Regions from separate parts of the Zea mays genome. Here region 1 is linked to region 2. A link is a contact called in public Hi-C data. All regions are on one chromosome and are shown on one strand. Each heading gives the region's core, a stretch centred on a gene start, on an enhancer-like site or on the middle of the called end of the contact. The rest is flanking DNA. Distances are from core to core; before and after follow the strand shown.

Evidence for each region. Hi-C and Micro-C count contacts between places; a contact is called where the count stands out from the background.
Region 1: a Hi-C map of leaf shows a contact between it and region 2, with 4 times the contacts expected there. The contact joins the promoter of LOC107546754 here to the promoter of LOC103634786 in region 2. A contact is called at or near these places in 2 of 25 Hi-C or Micro-C datasets (endosperm and leaf).

What each region holds. Positions count from the first base shown.
Region 1 is chr8:12,260,044-12,264,989 of Zm-B73-REFERENCE-NAM-5.0, reverse strand. LOC107546754 reads left to right here and starts at 3,138. Exons shown (of 1, transcript NM_001322459.1): 1 at 3,138-3,984. The coding sequence starts at 3,242. The coding sequence ends at 3,655.
Region 2 is chr8:12,085,475-12,090,141 of Zm-B73-REFERENCE-NAM-5.0, reverse strand. It overlaps LOC103634786, which reads left to right and starts at 1,654. Exons shown (of 6, transcript XM_008657379.4): 1 at 1,654-2,315; 2 at 2,489-2,967; 3 at 3,081-3,563; 4 at 3,667-4,053; 5 at 4,188-4,390; 6 at 4,471-4,667. The coding sequence starts at 1,993.

The DNA.
Region 1 (4,946 bases), core at 1,889-4,388, 170 kb before region 2:
AGTCGGTCGGTACCTCTTGGTCGACAGGTGGTGACGTTGTCACGTCGGGGGCGGACTGCACCATCGTCTCAGGTACGAGGGTGACGCCCAGCAGGTCCCTCGCGAGCGTGCTGGCGTCGTCCGTCCGCTTGGAGTTGGCGTGTTGCAGGGAAACGGCGCTCGTCTTCGTCTCAGACGCGAGGTCGACGCCCGACGTGTCCCCCGTCGGGGCGCCGGCGCCGTCGGCTCGCTCGACAGCCGATGAGGTGCCGCCTCCTGCTTGGCCATGGTTGCCCCGCCTCCTCCTCCTCCGGCGGGGGAGGTGACGGGACAAACTCGGACGCCGTTCTTCCGCCTCGTGGGGAAGACATCGTCGATTCCGCCGCCGGCGGGCGGGTTGTCGGCCGCCATTGTCGCCGTCGCGCGGCGGAGGAAGGAGTATCATGTTGTAGCTGCCGTCGAGGGACATGAACGCAAGACTCCCGAAACGGAGCACCGTCCCGGGTTGGAAAGGTTGCTGGAGACTACCCATCTGGAGCTTGACGGGGAGCTGTTCGTCAACACGCAGCAGGCCCCTACCTGGCGTGCCAACTGTCGGCGTTTCGACCCCGGGGGGTCCCTGGACCGACGAGTGAATCGTCGTCGCGTGTCCTAGCCCAGATGGGTCGGCGCGAGACGGAGCACGAAGGGGGGTAGAAGAGAGGGGAAAGCCCGCAGCCTCCGTGTTTGTCCTGCGCCCGGGTCGGGTGCGCTTGCAGTAGGGGGTTACAAGCGTCCGCGTGGGGGGAGAGCGAGGGACTCTACGCGTCGCCCCATCATCCCGCGCGACCAACCTTCTCGTAAGAGAGCCCTGGACCTTCCTTTTATAGGCGTAAGGTGAGGGTCCAGGTGTACAATGGGGGGTGTAGCAATGCGCTATCGTGTCGAGCAGAGAGGAGCTAGTGCCCTAAGTACATGCCTTCGTGGCAGCCAGAGAGGTTTTGGCACCCTGTTCATATGATGTCGTGGCCGTCGGAGGAGCGTTGGAGCCTTGCGGAAGGACAACTGTCGGGGCTGTCGAGTCCTTGCTGACGTCTCCTTGCTTCCGTAAGGGTTTAAGAGTCGTCGTCGTCATGGAGCACGCGGGGCGCCATCATTATCTGTTTTCCGGGGCCAGCCAGATAGGACGCCGGTCCCGTTACCCGTAGCCTGAGCTAGCTAGGGATAGGGTAATGATGCCCCCCTGTGACGTGGTCGGTCCGAGCCCTGGGTCGGGCGAGGCGGAGGCTCCTCCGAGGTCGGGGACGAGTCGGTCTTCCGAGGTCAAGGTCGTGTCCGAGCCCTGGGTCGGGCGAGGAGTTCGTCGTCTTCCGAGCCCTGGGTCGGGCGAGGCAGAGTTCGTCGTCTTCCGGGGCCGAGCCCGAGTCCGAGCCCTGGGTCGGGCGAGGCGGAGTTCGTCGTCTTCCGGGGCCGATCCCGAGTCCGAGCCCTGGGTCGGGTGAGGCGGAGTTCGTCGTCTTCCGGGGCCGAGCCCGAGTCCGAGCCCTGGGTCGGGCGAGGCGGAGTTCGTCGTCTTTCAGGACCGAGCCCGAGTCTGAGCCCTGGGTCGGGCGAGGCGGAGTTTCCTATGGCGCCCGAGGCTGGACTTGGCTGCTGTCAGCCTCACTCTGTCGAGCGGCACAGCAGTCGGAGTGACGCAGGCGGCGCTGTCTTCTTGTCAGGCCGGTCAGTGGAGCGGTGAAGTGACTGCGGTCACTTTCGACTCCGTCGACTGAAGGGCGCATGACAGGATAGGATGTGAGGTCATCCTTGCATTAAATGCTCCTGCGATTTGGTCGGTCGGTGTGGCGATCTGGCCAAGGTTGCTTCTTGGCGAAGACTGGGCCTCGGGCGAGACGTGAACCTTCCGGGGTCGGCTGCCTTTGCCCGAGGCTGGGCTCGGGCGAGGCGAGGTCGTGTCCCTTGAGTGGACCGAGCCTTGGCTTAATCGCACCCATCAGGCCTTTGCAGCTTAGTGCTGATGGGGGTTACCAGCTGAGATTTAGGAGTCTTGGGGGTACCCCTAATTATGGTCCCCGACAAGCACGTGCTGATAACGTGTTGAAGTATACTCAGTGGTAAAGAGACTGAGAGAGAGACAAATGACAGAACTGTTGTTTATTGCAGAGAGAGTAGTCCTTATATACATGTGACAGGGGTCATCCCCAAGGGATGTATTCCTTGGGGATGTGTTCGTCGAGCCCCTTGAATTGGTCACTATATCACATATAACTTTGTAATATGTTATTTTGTAACATTCTTCACTCGTATCGTACTCCATGTGCTGAGACACTTGCATGCAGCCATTGAGTACGTGCTCAGCTCACACCGTCACACGTGCTGGGATTACAGCTCCAGCCTCCGATGCTCCCACGTAGTATCTTATCCTGAGCCGACCTTGTTTACGAGCCGGCGCGCTTCTTCTAGACTTCTAGTACGTACGTATACTTGTTAACGAGCGGTTCACGATGTCGGCGTGCGATCCCACACGCCCACCTTCCCCAAGCCGCCGGCGTTTCCACGTGATCGCAGGCAGGAGCACGCGCGGCCCCATGTTCCACGCTCGGCCCGTGAGCTACCCGAACGTGACGTGCTGCCATCAGAAGCTGCTGCTGCGCCGTGGAAACGAGACGCGCCGGATTCCGCCCGGCCACTGGTGGCCATGGAGGCGACACGGCGGTCGCTCTTGCAAATAAATGGCGCGCGCGGCGCAAGAAAATGGAACGTGAGGTGCCTCGTACATAATGTACTAGGGGAAAAAAAATCTGCCGTTAAACTTTACTCCGCGACGACAGCGATGCGTGACAACCAGTTTTAGCAGTCACGTCCATCCACACCAGTTTCCATCACGTTCCGCGACTCGCCCCGTCGGCCAAGCCTAGGTGCGCTGCACGTGAAATGAAACTGGTCGCGCCGACCGGCCGGCCGCGCAGGCGACTGCGGCCGCTGGCCTGGCCTCGACCACTGGGGCAGGTCACGAGTCACACACCTCAGAACTCACCAGGCCGCGCGCACTTGACGCGCCGCGCTCCGCTCCTGCTCCTGCGGAGCCCAAGCCTGTCGCGAACCCACCCCCCGCCTTCCACTCCTACAAAAGGCCGCGCGCCCAAACGCCTCGGAGCTCCACTCATCACACCGCACGAGGCCACGACACACTCTCATCACACGCACGGACCCTACCCCGTCCCCGCCCGCCTCGGAGGCCGGGGCAAAACACCGCCAGGCAGCCCAGCCCCAGCCAGCCATGAAGCGAACCAGAGCGCAGCAGTCCAAGGCGGAGGAGCCGCAGGACCCCTCCGCCGCCGCCGCGGCCAACCCAAACCCAAACCCCAAGCCGCAGCAGCGCCGGGCCAAGCAGCCGAGGCAGCCCAAGGCAGGCGCCAGGGCGAGGCCCGCCGCGGCAAATGCCGCGCCTTCTTCGCCCGGGCCGGAGACGGCGCCGGCCGTGCCGGACGCGCGCGCCGTGGACTGCTGGGACCTCGACGCCGGGCTGAGCGCGGCGGCGGCCTGGTGGACGTGGGGCGTCGACGAGGACAAGCTGCTCGGCTGGTTCCCCTTCGTGGAGGAGGACTTCCGGTGCGCCGGCGCCGGCGCCCGCTCCTGCGAGGCCGAGGCCGAGGCGGCTGCGTTCGACCACGACATTTGGAGCATCTGGTGAACCGAGCCGGTGGCGGTGCTTTTCTGTTGCGCTGTTCTTGCTCTCTGCCGACGGTAGTGTCTTGGTACAAGAGCGCGCGGGAGGATGTGTAGTAGGCGAGGTAGCTAGTCGACTGGTAGATGCGATGGTGTGTGCATGTCGGCGTTGGTCCAACTCCATTGATCGCGCACACTGTCTCTGTCTCCCGGGCCGGGCAGACGTGCTTGGTTCTGTGCCTGAACAACGGCGGCAATTTCCATCCGAGCACGTCAGCACCAAAACTCGTGTGTTGATTTGACATTTTAGGCAGGCATTGTGTGCTACGGGATTGCAATTCGCAGTTCACCCAAGCTGGGCATGTGATCAACACGTTGGAGGTCGAAATGTTCATGTCGGGTTTCTTGGTGGAATATGCAACTGCCCAGATATTGGGAGTGGAATTTGCATATTCTGCGGCTATACATTTCATTTTTAAACTAGAATTAAATTAGCGGCGTTTGTTTAAGATTATAATCTATCTAGATTATATAATATAATTTATTTTGAACTAACATTAAATTTAAAATAAGTTAGATTATACAACGAGTACATATTATAGTCTTAAACAAACACAACGAGTACACATTATAGTCCTAAACAAACACCACATAATTAAGGTTTCTAGATTATTTTGAAGAAACTTTTGGACCTTATCGATTCCCAAAATTTAAATATATAATTTTTGGATCCTGAATAGACCAAATCGGATACAGATCGATCTGTTTGGTTTATAGGTAGAGACCTTATCGATCCTCCCTATTACCAATACTCCCAAACAAGCTTTTAATGTCGGTGATAAGATCTCCGTTCCATGGGGCATATCTTTCAACGAACACGTTGTGAAAAGGTATGTGCCTATTGCGGTCCGTTGGTCAGCTGGAGGAGAAAGAAGATGTCTACACCGTTGAAGGAAACCGCCTCTGTATGCGGCATTGAGCCTGGGGTCAGGCATGACGAAACTAGACAAGGGGGTCAGGCGTACCGAAGGGAAACCACTCAAGTGGATTCCACGTCCGGCTCCAGACTAATCCGCCATAAGTGATCGATCACATTAACTACGCCTCTCTGAGCCACGGCAGAGGCGCCGATTCGCCTCACACTCCTAGCCTACGAGCCTCTCGAGCTGCAGCGCACTCATAACCTACAACCTCCTCGGTCTGCGACGCATTTTTGGCCCTCGTGCCTCCTAGTCTGCGACACACTCATAGCCTATCCGGACTAGGCCTGAGTACACATACTACCTGTAAGGCACAACACGACAAGCCACGTCGAG
Region 2 (4,667 bases), core at 405-2,904:
TGTGACCCCAGTATCGACAGTGTTATTACCCACCATATAAATCATTCCCCTATACATTTATATATATCATTAGTACAACCCTAAGAGGACCTTGCCTTGTGCCATGTCATCGCCTTAAACTTGTTAGGTGTTACTTTATCTTTATTAGTACAAAAATGATTTTTAGAGATGATCTTTTATTTATAGAAACAAGCAAGTCATCTATATCTAACCAATGGTTACTATTCATCATCTTTTGTAGAGGTGGTTGGCATGATGGTCTCTGGAAGACAACTAACCTATTACTTAGCAATAACAACTCCTTACCACTACACCATACACTCAACTGTGAGCATATATTTGATTCTATTTTTTATAAATATTTTGTAATCTTATATTGGATATTTTGGATACTATAGGAACTCAAATGCTTGAAAAATTAACAATAAAGTTTTAAGTTTTGTCAAGCATTGGTATAGAATGTGTATCTACATGAATAAATTTGAAAAATATCTAAATATGTGACTTTGAAAAATATTTGAGACACTAAAGGCCTTTAATTCAAAAACTTATCGAGGTGAGCCACTACAACTAACTCTGGTATTCACTATGTGAGCATTCAAAGTCATCTACAAATTCTAAATCGTGAATTAAAAATTTATAAGTTTAGAACATATATTACAACTCTAAATAACTTCAAGTAAAAAGAACTTTTATACTACAAAGTTGTACATTGTATTGAGAACTATAACCTGATATAGATCATGCTAACATGTGATGTTGTTTGGATTTTTAAAATTTTATAACCCGTGGAACTAAAATGATATTCTGAGACTCTAAGTAGTTTAAATAAAAAAAACCTAGCAACTATAAAGTTTTAGATATCATCGGAAGATATAATTTTGATACAATTTTTTATTTGATTTCATATGAGAAAATTATAAATTTTTTCTGATACATCTATTTCAAAAGAAAGACATATATATTGTGATGTCTGCCTCTTTTAGTTATTTTTTTTAGATATATGCATATGATTAGAATACCCGCCTTGGTTAATAACTCTTTTCAAAGTTGAACATTTTAAGAATGCTCACCTCTGAAAATCGATTTATAGAGACGGACGTTCTAATTAAGGGTGGTCGTCTTTGTTAGGCCGTTGCCGTTTTAGAACGTCTCTGTATGCGTAAATAATGTTCCTCAAAAGCGGATATTTGCTTGGAGGCTATCTCACCATTTACGAAGATGGTCTCTAAATGTGTCCGTTTTTATTGATCGATCAGAAGCTAGGTTTTCTTGTCTGCTAAAATAAATTTTTTAGTAATGGTGCAAATAATCACCTTGATGTTGATTCGTATTTGCTTGGCATCAAGAACAGGTTATACACGTACGTACATATAGGAAAGAAGAAGAAGATGATGCTGGTAATAATCAACAAAGTGCGCGCACAGATATCGATCATGATCACATTATACCAAAACCCCACCTGATGAAACGCATATCGGCATATCGCATATGGGCTTACCTCATAACGCAAGTCACTTCATGCAGGGCCTGTCTGCTGGGCTCTCACCAAAACAGTTTACCGGCCGTTTCTGACCCCCCCTCCCCCCAAACCCAAAAAAAATATAGTTCACCGATCTCGATTTGTACTAAGAAGATCGCTTGCTTCCGGGCTAGCTTTCCTCACGTCATTTTCTCGCCTTTATATCACGTTGTTGGGCCCCATGCATGCGCCACGCCATCCTCAGGCTTTAGTTTACGGAAGCCCTTATAAGCTTTGTGTGTGTCTCCCTCCGCAAACCATTTGCTAGCCACTTTCTCTCGAACGAACAAAGCAGGCGGCGCGGCTGGTCTGGTCGCCGTGTCTGTCTGGGGGTGCACCATCATCGGCGGTTCGATCGACCGGTCCGTCTCTTCGTCCAGCCACAAGAACCAGGGAGCTTCCTCTCTGACAGGGCGCCTCTCCTCGAGAGTCGAGAAGAACCACACTCTCTCGGTCTCGGTGCTCGGTAGATGCGCATGCGCAATGCGAGCGGCAGCAGCTGGTGTTCCCGCGTGGCGGTGCTGCAGCAAGTGCTTGGCGCGCAGGCTTCTCCTCATGGCTTCGGCGTCGGCGCCGGCGCCCTGCACCTGCAGCGGCTCGGTGCCGCTACCGCCCCGGCCGGCGTGGAGTCTGCAGATGACGCAGTGATGCCGCCGGCGCCGCCGCCGCTCCTCTTCCGCGCCCTCGCGTCGCTCAACCTCCTCCTGCTCGTCGGCTACCTCCTGCTCGTCCTCCTCGCCAAGCTCTTCGCCCGCCTGCACCACCGCAGGGCCGCCGCCGAGGACCGGGCAAGGTAAACTGGCTCTGGCCTCTGGCTGCAGCACCTGCATCTGCATGCACGCACTACCGCGTGCCACTCTTCACAGATCTTCGACATGCATGCGTACCGTACGTACGTGTGGTCGCCAGTCGCCACGCTCACACTTTGCCTTGTTTCTGTGTGTATGGCCGCGTCCGCGTGCACAGTAGTGGTTGGTATGATGGCCGCCGCTGCGACCACCGCCGCCGCCGCGCGGAAGCCACGGCCACCGATGACGAAGAGTACGCCGCCGCGGATACCGTCGAAGGGCAGCAACCGGACGCGCTGTTCTGGTTCGACGAGGCCGTGTTCGAGGACAGCGCTGCCCTGCTGATGCTTGGCGACGAAGGAAAGGATCACCACCTGTACGCTGCCGCTTCTACACGTTGCTTGCAGCAGGTGGAGAGCACGAGCACCTTTCCCGCGGAGGAATCTGCCCGCATCTCGCCGCGCACCGAGAGCCCCAGCCCCAGCAGCATCGATGCGGAGCGTATGCAGCGAGCGCAGGAAGAGGAAGAGGCCAAGGGCATCGTCGCCGTCCAGCATGCCCCGACGACGACGGTCGTCCTGGAACCGGAACAGCGGAGTGCCCCTGCTGCTCCGGTCGTCGTCGCCGTACCACCGGAGCATGTCTCCATCGAATTAGGCAAATCTCCTAGCTGGATACTCTCCCCGCTTCTTATTATTCTGATCGTCATCCGTTTCATACTGATCTGACGCATTGCATGTCGTGATCGACTCATCGTCACCTGGTTTCAGGGAACAAGCAGCAGGAAAGCGACGGAGGAGAAGACGGCCGTCGCGACGCCGACGCCGACCGTGCCGAGCACGAAGAGGAGGCTGCGCCCCCGCCGCAGGGGGGGAGGTTTCCTCAAGGCTGCCATGACGTCAGGCTGTTCGTCAACAGCCGCGCGCTCGCCGACACCAGGAAGCTCCTGCTGGAAGGCGTGGTGGCCGGAGGAGGAGCGCACGGGCGGCTGCAGGACGAGAGCGGCAAGGACAGGAACGGCGGGGACAGCAGCCGCTTCGGCGCGTCGTCGACGCTGACGAGCGAGTCCACGTCCAAGAGCTCGGTGGAGTGGCAGAGCTCGACGCTGACCAAGGACTCGGAGACGGAGTACCCCTTCTCGTCCTCGTCGCGCCGGAGCTCGGCGCGCTGGGAGTCGTACACGCTGTTCCGCAAGTACGACGAGGACATGGTCTACTTCCACCGCGTCGGCGCCCAGAAGCTCACCGAAACAGGCACGTAGGCAAACAGTTCCCCCTTTTTTTTTCCCCTCCTCCATCCAATCTATAGAAACAAAAGTTAGCAAAAAACTGATTTAATTTCTGTTCCTGCGTGCAGAGTCGTTCCGGTCCATCAAGTACCAGCCGCGGTCGATGTCGGAGCGGATCGTGCACAGGCTGACGACGCCCAAGCCGCCGACGCCGAGCGCCGCTATCGGGCTGCGGGACCCGTACCCGGAGCTGGAGCGCGCGTACGTGGCGCAGGTGTGCCTGACGTGGGAGGCCCTGAACTGGAGCTACACCAGCTTCCGGCGGCGCAACGGCGGCGACGGCAACCTGGCGGCGCGGTGCTGCCCGGCGCGCGTGGCGCAGGAGTTCCAGCAGTTCCAGGTGCTGCTGCACCGCTTCGTCGAGAGCGAGCCGTACGAGTGCGGCCGGCGGCCGGAGGTGTACGCGCGGATGAAGAACTCCACGCCCAAGCTGCTCCTCGTGCCGGAGTTCAGAGGTGAGAACTGTTTGGACATTGGAGTCTGAGTGCTCTGCTATGCTACTGCTAGCTCGTCGTCTGCTCGTCATCTGCTATACGCTTCTTATTCACCGTGGACGGCCGATCCGTGTTCCCCGTGTGTGTGGATGCAGACGAGGATGACGAGAAGGACGATCTGATATCGGCGGTCCAGTTCCTGCTCATACTGGAGGAGTCCATCAGGACGTTCATGGCGTTCCTCCGCGCCGACAAGAGGAGCCGGTACGAGATGTTCAGGGAGATGGTGAAGAAGAGGAGGGCGAGCGCCGCCGTGGACCAGACGCTGGTCGTCACGCTCAAGAAGGCCAACAAGAAAGTGAGTCGACTCGACCACGCATTGCGTTGCGTTGCGTTGTGTGGTAAATTAAATCAGTTTAAGTATTCTAATTAAAAAAGAAACTATGCGTTCCGTGTATGATGGATGGGATGTGGTGGCCGGCCGGCGACTGTTCAGAAGAAGAGGCGGCTCAAGGACCTGACGCGGCCGCGGCGGTGCCTGAGGAGGACGAGGCTGAGGGAGGAGGAGGAGCTGTCCGTCCTGCTGGGCCTCATCGACCTCAAGGTGGTGGCGCGGGTGCTGCGCGCGCCGGAGG